Regions from separate parts of the Triticum aestivum genome. Here region 2 is linked to region 1. The links are chromatin contacts, called in public Hi-C maps. All regions are on one chromosome and are shown on one strand. Each heading gives the region's core, a stretch centred on a gene start, on an enhancer-like site or on the middle of the called end of the contact. The rest is flanking DNA. Distances are from core to core; before and after follow the strand shown. Region 1 holds the start of LOC123097592 (NAC domain-containing protein 92). Region 2 holds the start of LOC123097594 (phospholipid-transporting ATPase 1).

Region 1 (6,229 bases), core at 1,017-3,516:
CCTTGGAGACACGAGAGAGCCGGGGCGGGCCGAGGGTTTTCCGAAACGAGATAAGGCTGCAGCTTGTACGTAGCCTACCTCGGCGCCTAGCAGGAGTACGTCTATGTGTGTCGAGTTCACCAACTGGACGCCATGACCACGACGTGGTCCGGGAATAATCGGACGATCCAACCAAGCCCGCGGTGGCCCCATCCGTCGGCCCAAAACCATGATCCACCCATATCTCCCCTTGCTAGATTTCGGAAGGTCCCCATGAGCAGCACCAGAACTGGTACTAGTGCCTCTCGTCTCGTCGAGTTGCGCCCACAAAGGAGTAACCCAGCGATTAATTAACAAGCTTAAAGCGGTACAGAGAGAACACAAAGCATCCATTCACATAGTGACATGTCAAACTCAAGCAATTAATGATCAATGGTGGTACATGTACATACAAAGCTAGTAGCGCTAGCTGGCTGGCTCATCAACGGCGCCCAAATTAATCGATTCACAAATGGATCTGAAGTCGTCCCCCCTAATCTACACACATTAATTGTATACTCCATCTCATGCTGCTACTGCTAGTAATTAATCACAATCAGAATAGTTGTAGTGATATGTACACACAGATCAAGATATGAACCTAGGACTAATTAATTTAATTAACATAATTAAGGAAGCCTATAGCTAGCTAATCCCTGGAGGTCTGTCTGTCTGTCTGGATAGTAACCTGATCCCACCCGAGAATCCTCCGGAAAGAAGATGATGCTGCATCAGCAAACCACTAACCAGCATCACACACCAAGTTAAGTAATCCAATTCAGTAATTAATCAACGAGCCAGAACCGATCGAGCGAGAATCATGTGGATGTGGTAGGTGCAGCTCCGGCCGGCTTCAGTACTTCCAAATGTCGGCGAGGTTCAGGGCGGGGTACTCGTCGAATTGGTCAAGGAAGTCTTGATTCTGAGACGACGGTGTCGCCGCCGACGAGATCTCCGCGCAACCGGCGGCGTTGGGGTCGGTGCTCAGCCCGGTCTCGCGTGACGGGCTGAGCGCAGACGTCTGCCCCGAGACCTGCTCCGCCTTGCAGTACCTCCGGATCGCCGGCGACATGTCGCCGGAGTTAGCGGCCGGCAGAGAGAAGTACGGGCTCGAGTACATCATGTGCGGCGGCTGCTGCGGCATGTGCTGTTCCATCTTAACCTGCAGCCCGGAATGGGCACCGGTGGCGTAGGCAGAGGTGGACTTGAAATCGATGACTTCGTCGACGTCGCCGCCCAAGGGAGGGTCCATGAGGGGCGGCAGCTCCCCAGAGTCAAGGAAGTCACCGATGAAGCCGAAGGAGCTGACTCGCTCGATCCCGGCCTCCGCCGCTGCCATTGCCCCGTTGGTGGCCGTGAGCTCTTTGTTGAACACCTTGGACACGGCCCACTCGTCCTGCACGCAAATCATATCATATTTAGCAAATCATGTATGAACCCAGAAAGAAATTAAGGAGAGAAATACTTAATAATGAATCCGGAAGGAGCGAAAGCAAACCTTGGCGGAGCGCGGGAGCGGGTGGGGGAGCTTGCCCTCGAGGCGGAACTCGTGCATGACCCAGCCGGTCTTCTCGCCGCGGGGGGCGCGGCCTAGGTAGAAGACGAGCGTCTTCTTCATTCCGACAAGGACGCCCCTCCCCCGGAAGATCTCCTTGTCCTTGCCGGTGGCCTTCCAGTAGCCGCTCTCGGTGGCGCGGTTCGTCCTCGTCCCCGTCGGGTACTTGCGGTCTTTGTGGCAAAAGAAGTACCACTCCTTCTCTCCCATCTTCGCCTTGCCTGTCCGGACGAAACACGCGAGTAAGTAAGGCAAGATTCCCGCGGCCGGTGGGGCTGGGATCAAGCAAGATGAGAGAAAGTGCAAAGGAGCAGTTTAATTTGGGTGTGTTGTGTACCTGGGAGATGCCATGGCTCGCACTTGTTGAGGTCGACCTCGCCGATGACGCCGGAGCAGAAGCGGTGGTCGAGCGCCTTGGGGGTGAGGTAGTGCGAGATGATCTCCTCGTCCGTGGGGTGGAACCGGAAGCCCGGCGGCAGGTCCAGCCCGGCCGCCGCCGCCGCGTCCTCCACCTCCGCCTGGTTTAAAACCGACGCCTCAGACATCTCCGCGCGCGCGTGCCCCAACTTTGAAGCAAACTAGCAAGAAGAAGAGGAAATGGACGCCGAGAGAGAGAGAGAGGAGCGAGAGGAAGAGGGAGAGGCGTGTGTGAAAGAGGGAGAGAGAGGCGGGTTTAGGAACAAGGAAGAGAGACTGGGCCGGGGGGAGGAACCGAGGGCCGGCTTATATAAGGCTCCACGCGGTCACTCCCAGAGAGAGAGAGAGAGAGAGAGAGAGGCGTGCCGCGTGCGGAGGCGGCTTGCGAGCCAAGACCCCTCCCGTCTTTCACTTCTTACCGCGCGCAGTTGTGGGTGTGGCCCGTAAGCAACTCTAATTACTTGTCCTAATCTTAATGGCTCTTGATTCATCCTCTTCCTTAGGCCCCAACCCCAACTCTCTCACATTCAGAGTATTTTCTCCTCCTCCACCGGCCGGTGTCCTGTCCCGTGGAATGAATATTCACGTCCGATCACGGCTAACGCGGCAATCATGCGTTGGACAGAACCTGACTTCTTCTTATATTAAATATAAACCCACAGTAGTACTAGTAGTTCATATATATACACATTGATTTAATGTTGGTTTCATTACCTGACTTTGGAAGGAAACCGGCATATCCCCACACCCACATGCAGCGAGAAGAATTCAACCCATCCGCGCTGGGCCACAACGCGAGAAACATAGATTAGTAACACTAACCACATCCAGTTTTTTTCCACTCAAATCAAAGGATGATCAGAGGTTGCTATGGCAGCTTATTTGTAACTCTCGCGGAGTCCACACATCCAGTTCACGTCAGATATTGATCCGTGGTTGTCCCGTTCCCTTCTGCTTTCTCATCCGCATCTTTTTAGTTCGAGACTTTCTTGGGTTGTTTGTTTATTACAGGAGCGACGTGCCATCCAGAGAGCCCGCGACCACGACAATTTTCTGCAAAGATACGCGCGCGCTTTGCCTCGCGGCCCAACTGAAAAGCGATGAGCATCCGACTCGCCGAGCAGGGTTTCCCTTTCCCAAGTGGACGGGACACGCTGGGTGCCATCATCGGGGAGCGGTCCCAAAGTTTTCAACCTTTCACTCATCAAGCGGTATACATCTCCCGCTTTAAAAGGAAGGCGAAATGGTGACGCGCTCCTGTTGTGGCCTTGTTTGCTCCACATCGTGATAGAGACATAGCTGATTTTTATTTCCCTGCACAGCAGTGATACCTCTTGCAGTCCGGGTGTTCGACGTTGTGGCCAATTTTTTTGCTTAATTTTTCAGTGTCTTTTTGAACATTTAAGGCCTGTTCGGTATCTCTCCAGTTTCAAAACTCCGCTCCGTGCTAGGAGCTGGATCCGAGCCGCTCCATGCGATTGCACTGCCGCTCCCTCCGCTCCGGGAGTTGCAGCTGTGGAGCAGAGTGGATCCGAACAGGGGGTTAGTATTGGGTATATCAACGGAGCTATGTTTGTGTTTCAGGTGAGTTTATTTTTAGCACATAACAATGAATAACTGCAATGGTTCTTAAAGGACCTCAACAGCTAGCAAACCTTCGTCGGGATGGCATTTGCAAACAATTTGGGTGGCAGTTTTAGATGTCGAAAGGTGACAACTTTAGTTATGGGGGTTGTTAGGTTTCACTTTTGAAGACATTTTCTCGCAAAGAAAATTGCCATCGTTCGATCACGACCAGTCGGCTATGCGGGCGTTTGCTAGGCCCTCCCTTCGAGCGAATGTTCGCCAGTTATCATTACCGTTATAAAATAGGGTGTGTCCAGGGCACATCTAGATGTGCTCTAGTTATTGCACATTCACACAAATCTTAACGTAAGATTAATGACATAGGACTTAAATGTGCAATACTTATGGCACATCTAGATGTGCTTTGGCAAAACTGTATAAAATACTAAATGTACCATTTCCCTTGTGGGTCACTACATGGAAAAGAAAATCCGTGCTTAAAGAAAGGATATGCTTAATGTTTAAAGGTTGCGTGATTAAACATCACCCAGTCCATGTGTAGATAATCATCCGTGCATACCGGCAAGCTCTTTCGTTGATAGTTTGTCTTATTTACTAACTTGAGTGGATGTGAGAGAATCAGATAGGAGAGAATTGGCCTAAGGGCATCTCCAACGCCGATTATCAAATCGCCCGCATACATTTACACTGGATGGATGTTATTGAAATTCCATGGCACGAAGTCATCTTTGCCATGAGAGGCAAAGGAATAGACAAAATACGTTGAACATCGATTTGCCAAAAAAGTCAGAGTTACCAACTCGTCATCCCACTGCCTTGTAACCAGATAAATAACATCCTTAAACTTTGACATGATGTTATGTCCACGAGGGGTGACTATTTTCCTGTGAGCTGCATTGGGCACCCAAGCATCAGACCAAATATAAATTTTCTCTCCATCGTCAACTCTCCAAATGTGATCATGCTTCAATGTATTTACCTCTTCCAATAGACTCAAGCAAATTAAAGGAAGCGCCTTTTTTATCTTTACATTAAGCAAATCCCCGTCTGGAAAGTATTTGGCTCTTAATACTGTTGGACAAAAAAAGTCCAGCCTATCAACTAACCCCCAAACTGGCTTTTTTATAAATGGCGCTTTATTTATCTTAAAATATAGCATCAAAAGAATACAAAGTATTAAGAGTATCACCCGGCCTCTGCATAATAAGGATATACACAACCAAACACCGGTAGTCTGACAAACAGAAAGATAAAAGATCGACAATTCGACAACAGTAGAGTCCATAGACTGACACTATGCCTATGTCGAAATAGATGGTGGACCGATCCGGAGATTATGCTGCCATCCATGTTGGGTAAAAACCTCCATATCCATCTGCTCCAACAGCATACACACCACCTTGAACAACCGTTGGTACTCCGCTCGTTGTAGCGTACACCACGTACGAAGCGAGTGCGTACAACGAAAAATAACCTGCAAAGGAGAAGCTTTTTTGTCATTAAAAACATCATTTGTACATAGCCAAAGTGACAATAGTAAGGCGTACGCTTCCACCCATATTTGCGTTTTGTACCTATTTGAAATACCGTCCAGCCAATGACCAAAAATATTGGCAACACTTGCGGGCAAATACAAATTTGACGCTATTTGGATGGCTGGCCACGTAGAACGCGCAAACTTACATTGGAAAAAGAGGTGTTTAATTGTCTCGTCATGAGTACAAAAAGCAACACTTCTTACTTCCTGACCAGTTGCGTCATGCGAGGTTATCTTTTGTTAGCATAACTCCCCTACGGAGATACCACATGAATATTTTAACTTTAAGTGGTACCTTCGCTTCCTAATTTTTTGTTTTTAACTTTAAGTGGTACCTTCGCTTTCCAAATTTTTGTTATTACTCACCGGTATCTCAGAATGCGTGAGTGCACGATACATAGAGTCTACTGTGAAAGACCTTGATATAGTAAGGTTCCAGCGAAATACATCCCAGCCTTAATCCAGACGGGACAAGAGATTATTTCATGACATAAGTTGGCTTAGCCAAATAGAAGCCATGGAAGCCCTAGGCACACACAACTTCCATCAAGCCATCCAGCCCCCCCCCCCCCCCAAACACACCACAAATAGTGCAACATTTAGTCAATTATTTCTTTGTATGCTTGTTTAGGAATTTTGAAGACACCCATCGTATATGATGGTATAGCCTGTATAGTCGATTTGAGAAGAACTTCATTACCTCTTGCCGATAATTACCTTTGTTTCCATCTATTACTCCTCTGATTATCACAATCAATAAGAAATTGGAAGCAGCCAGTTTTACTGATATATCGATACTACCATTGATATATCAGTACTACCAACTATGGTTGGCTAGCCTAGATACAAGTGATACTATTGACTTTGTTGTACCAATAAAGACCAAAGTCCTAAGGCAATTCATTATGGGCAGTATCATATATTAGCATCACACACATATGATACTAGTCTATGAGGCCTCTTCCGCTGTACTGGTGCTAAGGTGGGGTGCTAAATGTATTAAAAAGCTTAGCAACTACAATCCCCAATGCATTGGTGCTTAACTTTTGTAGCTAAGGCTGGCCATAGTGGGGGTAACATAACTGGTAACATGCACTTGGGACTAGCAAACATGC
Region 2 (6,229 bases), core at 1,644-4,143, 830 kb before region 1:
TGTCCTCGACGATGGGCACGATGGTGTTGCAGGTCGCCAGCGCCAGGAACAGGTCGCGGGCGCGGCTGGCCTTGGCGCCCATCCCGTCCTTGAGCAGCGCCGCCAGCTTCGGGTCCGTCGTCACCGCCGTCTTGGGTCTCAGAACCACGCCGTCCGCTGCACCCAAACAGAATGTCCCGCCAAACATGGACTAGATCAGATTCGTTTCTCCTCGTGATTGGATGTTGAATTTTACTTAGTAGAAAAATAACTGGGTTGTCAAACGAAGGTGTGCTGTAACATTAGTGTGTCGTGTCGGGCTCTCATCCCAGGAAAATGGATGGTGACGATTCATCGTTATCGATACAGCCAGTCAGTCTCAAATTGAAATCCGAAAGAATGTTGGTTGTTGACGTGCGGTAATTCTATGCTTATTGGGCCAGATGGCGGTCAACCCTGATCAGTGACCCGAAGTTGTGTCATTCGACTAGAACCTAGAAGAGTCAAATGGCAACACAACACAACACACAAGCTATGTCCCGGCAGCTTAAATGTTCTGCATAGTGGAACAGCTCGCTTTTGCCTTTTGGGCTTAAAAAGGGGAGGAAAGCTCATTCAAAAGTTTGACTCGATCAGTGGCATAACAAATCAGTAATGAACAGTATCATTGCACGTACTTGTCATGTAACCATCAAAAGATGTTCTTTCTTTTCACCGGTTATCTAACTATCGAAATGTGTCAGTGCTTGTATCTTGCGTGCTGCAGAACTCGCGTGCTCATTTCTAGTTCGGCGTGTGGATGCAGAAACTTCAAATTCTGCATACGTGTACCCAAAATAACCATGGCGATCACCCTAGCACGCAACACACCGGCGAGTGACATGTCTTCGAATAGTAGTACTACTAGTTTTCTTACGGTCAGATAATGCCAACCCCGCCGCTCAAAATCGGTGATTAGTCAACCAAGCTTACCGCTGGTGAAAATTTCAACCAAAACTAACATTTGCTTACCTTGCACGGCATGTCCGTCCTCCTCGCCGCCGTCGGTCTCGCTGAAGTCGCGGCCTTGCACGCTGGCGCAGCGGAACTCCATCCGATTCTGCGTGAGCGTGCCGGTCTTGTCGGAGAAGACGTACTTGATCTGCCCCAGGTCCTCGTTGATGTTGAGCGCCCGGCATTGGAACCTGGCCTGGCTCTTCTCGTCGAACATGCGGTTGTCCTGCACCATGAAGTATGCCTGCCCCACCCTGATGAGCTCCATGGATATGATGAGCCCGATGGGGATCATCACCTGGAACTGGATCACCGCCGACATGAACGTGAACACCACCTGCGCGCCCGTGCCGTACCAGTTGTACCTCCCGTCGTCGTGCGCAGCAGCCCCCGAGTAGTCGTATTTGTGGAAAAAGGGGATGATGCCGAGCTGATCGACATGGTCACCCATCCAGATGCCGGCGAGGAGAGACACCACCGAGCAGAGGACGACCAGAGCCACGGCGAGCGCGATGATTTCGCGGTTCATGTGCGTCTCGAGGCGGCTGCGCTTGGATGGCGCACCCGAGCTGTTGAGCACGACCTTGGTGTCCCGGCCGGTGTACACCGCCACCCCGATGGCCCAGACCGTATTCTTGAGCTCGCAGCCGCGGAGCATGACGTTGGAGGTGCCGAGGGAGATGGCGCGGCGGCCGTTGAGGTCCACGGTGGCGAGGAAGCCGTAGATGTTGCGGTTGGGTTTCTCGCACTTGATGACACCGGCGAGCGCCTCCGGCGGCGTGGACATGGTTTCCTGCTTGGCGTAGCGCGTCTTGAGGTTGGACTCGCCGTCGAGGTTGATGGTCTGGATGTAGGCCACGCCGGTGGGGTCGCTCGTGGACACAAGAACCATGTCGCACGGCAGCGTCTCGTTAGCCACGAGACGCACCACGTCGCCGACCTGAATGTCCTTCCACCGCTTCGGCCGGAACACGCCGTCCGCGAGCACAGACGCCGTGCGGTTGTTCTCATTCTTGTCTGACCGGTGCCGCCTCCAGTCCTCGTACGCGTCCTTCACTGCCGTGACGCCGAGCACGAAGGCCAGCGGCAGAACGCCCGCTTCCTTGGACAGCACGAGGAGTTGCGGCACGAAGTTGAGCACCGCCAGGATGAGGAAGTAGATGTAGGCCACCCTGTGGAACTGCTCGTAGAGGTTGCGCGGGATGAAGGTGAGGACGGAGTACTTGGAGGTGCGGATGGAGTTGTCCGGGAACATGGCCGGCGGCGCGTTGGTGCGCGGCGCGTCGTTGATGTAGACGAATCGCGCGTCCTCGTCGCGGAGGTCCCGCTGCGAGCCGGCACGCTCGGACGCGGATCGCCTGGTGGACGACCGCGAGACGCTGGACGGCCTCGACCGGGCCGTCCGGAAGCTGTCGAAGGACGGCGAGGTGGATTCCGGCTTGGAGGGCGACCGGAAGTCGGCCGCGAAGGTGACGGACGACGTGTCTGCCGCCGACCGCAGCGAGCGCGATATCGACGGCGAGTGCTTCAGTATCGGCGACGGCACCGGGTCCGGCAGCCTGGCGTGCGGGTCCATGTCTGTTCCCGTCGCTTGCTGCGGCCGTTGCGGCAGCGGGGCCAACGATGGATGTGGCGGCGGCAATTTCCCGTCTGGCCGCATGCTTGTGTACGGACGTCGAAGAGTACGTATACTAACTAAAGCACCCAGCTGATAAAGATTGGATTTAGGCAAGCGAGGAACAAGAAGGGATGAGTACTTGATTTGTCTGCACTGGAGTTAACGAGATCGGCCAAAGGTTTTGGAGGGACCGCTTGGTCGTTTGCGCGAGACAGGCGGGGAGTTCGAAGGAGATGATGGAGTAGGTCTGCAGACTGCAGCTGTGTTATCAATTCGCGGGGAAGGAGAGGAGAAGCTTTGCTGCGAGTGCGAGTGCGAGTGCGACGGCCAGAGGGAGTGACTGCGGAATACTCCCTCCCTCTCTTCCAGATGGAAAATGGTCAGGGGCGGCGGAATACTCCCACTCTTCCAGAAATGAGATGGAAAATAGTCAGGGACGGCGGGTGCTCAGATTGGACCGGAAGGCGTCAGGTGCTGATGCGCATGGACCGAGTCCAGGGGGTTAACGAGGGGGCGGTCGTGGGCCCCGGATTTTGCTACCTTCTTTGTTAGATTTTTCTTAGAGTAACTTAATTAATGTCATGCATATGACACTAGTCTATATTATCATCTTTATATAATGTAATGTAAAGTGTCTTAGAAGTATTTATTAGCTTGTAGACTCAACTTTTATTGGAGAGCGCTGTGTGATAGTAACTTCTAAAACTAAGACTTGCAGGGGAACCTGGGCTCTCTCAGAGCTTAGAGCATTTTGGCCGTCGGATCGTTTTGCTTGATGCGTTTGAGCTGTAGGATCCCCCTCCCGATCGATCTTGTCCGCCGGATAAAAACTGAGCACTCTATCAACGAATAGTGCACCCTCCGGCGAAAATATCATGTGCCACCGTGTGTAATTTCCATGCCCCGCCGAGGGTACGAGTGGTATTTCGCGTGATCCATTGTGACGTGCCTTACACCGATTTGCTGCTCCATCCCCAATCGGGGGAGATGCTAGGGTTTGGTCTCTCTTCTCTCATTCTTCTCTCTCTCACTCCCCGAATCTCTATTTGGCGCCGCCGCCGCCATTGACATCGACCGCAACCACCCGCTGCCATCAGTTCCAGTCTCGCCGCCCTCCCCCGCCGCTCCTCCTTCTCCTCCATTGCCGGGAGAGGCTCGGCCTCGCTCGGGCCGCTGCTCCTCCGTGGAGTCCGCGCGTCTGCGTTGTCAGGATGAGTGGAGGTTGCAGCTCGTGCACTCTGCTCCTCCCTGGACCGCAGCACAGACGGGCGAAGACGTCGATCCCGCTCTGTGCGTCCCCGACGTCATCGCTGCTGACTCTTCTCCACCCCCTTTGGCGCTCCTCGTTCGGTGTTCTTGGTGAGCACCAGGCCCTTCTACCCTGCCGCCGGCGCCGCCTCCTTGCAAGATCCCGGCAACGGTGGGCTCCCCCACCCTTCCCTCCCACCACCGCTGTCGGTGTGAAAACCAACAGACCTCGAGGTAGGGGGTCCCGAGCTGTGGATCTCAGACGGATGGCAACAGGAACAAGGAGACGATGTTAACCAGGTTCGGTCCCTCTTGATGGACGTAAAACCCTACGTCCTGCCCTTTTTTATATTGATATAGATGTATCGAGTACAGAGTTGATCTACCTCGAGATCATAAGATGTGTTCTAACCCTAGAGCTAGGTGAATGAGATTGCGCTGATGTCCCGTCCGCGGGCTAGACCCTATGGCTTATATACACGTCAGGTAGGGTATCTAGGGCTACAAGGTCGGCATCTTGGCGTGGAGGCGGCAGGAAAGTCTTGGAGTATATGACAAGTCTTCGGTTGATGCAGTCTCGGCCATGCCTCTAGTGTGCAGCTTCTGGAGTCCATCTTGAGAAGAATGAGGGCACATCAGCCCAACCCGAGGAGTATGGGCCGACTAGGTTAGTACCCCCTAGTCCAGGACGCCATCAGTAGCCCCCGGACTGGTCTTCTATGCCGAGGAAGATTCCCTTGATGAACACAACCTCGGATCCGAAGTCCTTGGCTTGACAGACGAGTTCCCTTTGTGACTTCAAGACTCCCGAACCGCCCTTTATAGGAGTGGTGTCTTATAAACAAGACCTAGCCGAGCTCACACCTTGCCCAAAGAGTAGGGGTAACTTAGCCTCGAAGGCCGACCACGTAGGTGTGAATAGTGCCACCTAGTATGACAACTATATCGAAGCGGCGCATCCCACAACGGGTCAGGCAGTTACTGCTTACCCCAAATCATGGCCCGAGGCGGCCTTTTTACTGGCGCGTCCCATCAAGGCGGAGATCGTGCCCGTTTTCTTAGGGATATCATCAAGATTTTGTTTCCCCCCATACGCACAACGGCATCTTTCGGGGGGAGTGGCATTTTTATCGACGTAGCAAATGGGGGACTCTTGGCCTCTCATTAGCCTATAAGAGTAAGAAATCAACAGCGCAAAAAAGCACGCTCTCATTTCCCCCGCCAGCTGCCTTCTCAAGCTCTAGCACCCAGATCCAATCTCGCTCTCTTCCTTAATCGCATCCAAGCTTTCCTCACCCCACCATGGCCGACACCCTCAAAGGGCACTAGGGTGGGTCCACCGTGACAGATGACACCATCTTGGAGCTGCGTAGTGCGGGATACCTCCCTGCCAACATTGGTGCCCGCGCTCCTGGCACCGACCGGCAGGTGCCCGCTCCAAACCCAGGGGAGCGGGTAGTCTTCGTTCCCCACCTCATCCGAGGCCTAGGGTTCCTGCTGCACCCGTTCATGTGCGAGATGACGTTTTACTGCGGGCTCGACTTCCACCACATGGCGCCGAACTCCATTCTCCACCTCACCTCCTTCATCACGGTCTGTGAGGCCTTCCACCGTATCAAGCCGCACTTCAGCCTGTGGCTGAAGATCTTCGGCATCAAGCTGAAGTCCAGCGGCTCCGATATGGCGGAGTGCGGATGGGGCCATGGTTAGCAAAACCAGAATGCCGACTCGTTCAAAGGCACCTTCAACGAGACAGTCAAGGAATGGCAGCGTGAGTGGTTTTATATCACTAAGCCGCTTGCCCCCGGCCAAACCGAAGTCCTGGCCTTTTGGGCCGGGCCCCCAAGGAAGCTCAAGTCCTGGAAGGAGAAGGGCGTCATCTGGGGGAACCCAAAGGAGGTGGAGACACTGATCAAGAAGATCAAGTGGTGGTCTACCAAGAAGGACCTCCAGCTCGCCGACGTAGTCAACGTCATGCTTCACCGCCGCATTCTCCCACTCCAACTCCGGGCCACCCTGATGTGGGAGCATAAATACGAGGAAGTGGGGCCCGTCCTCAACTTCTTCCGCTCCAACTTGGCCGGCATGTGGACACGACTCTTCAAGTTGGCCAAGGACAAGATCCCTAAGGAAGGGGAGGACCTTGGCTTCGAGGTCGGCTACAAAGCCCCACCGGTAAGTGTCTTAACACTCATGTTCATATTCCTCTTTTCCTGTAAGGTGAGACAGATTTTGATGAATCATCTTGTTTTATATTTGCAGAACTGGTCAGCCAAGATGCAACAAATGCAGTTCCCAGCCCCACTACCAGAGGAGGAGAGAACTCCTCTGCTCACAGCGCTTCTAGGCGAGGAGCCGCACGTAGTGGTGAAAGTGTCCCTATCCCTGGGT

The links. Hi-C and Micro-C count contacts between places; a contact is called where the count stands out from the background.
Region 2: a Hi-C map of leaf shows a contact between it and region 1, with 4 times the contacts expected there. The contact joins the promoter of LOC123097594 here to the promoter of LOC123097592 in region 1. A contact is called at or near these places in 3 of 5 Hi-C or Micro-C datasets (all in leaf).

Annotation. Positions count from the first base shown.
Region 1 is chr4D:305,391,167-305,397,395 of IWGSC CS RefSeq v2.1, reverse strand. LOC123097592 (NAC domain-containing protein 92) reads right to left here and starts at 2,266. Exons shown (of 3, transcript XM_044519374.1): 1 at 1,911-2,266; 2 at 1,517-1,794; 3 at 372-1,414. The coding sequence starts at 2,118. The coding sequence ends at 872.
Region 2 is chr4D:306,219,038-306,225,266 of IWGSC CS RefSeq v2.1, reverse strand. LOC123097594 (phospholipid-transporting ATPase 1) reads right to left here and starts at 2,893. Exons shown (of 7, transcript XM_044519375.1): 1 at 991-2,893; 2 at 1-156. The coding sequence starts at 2,632.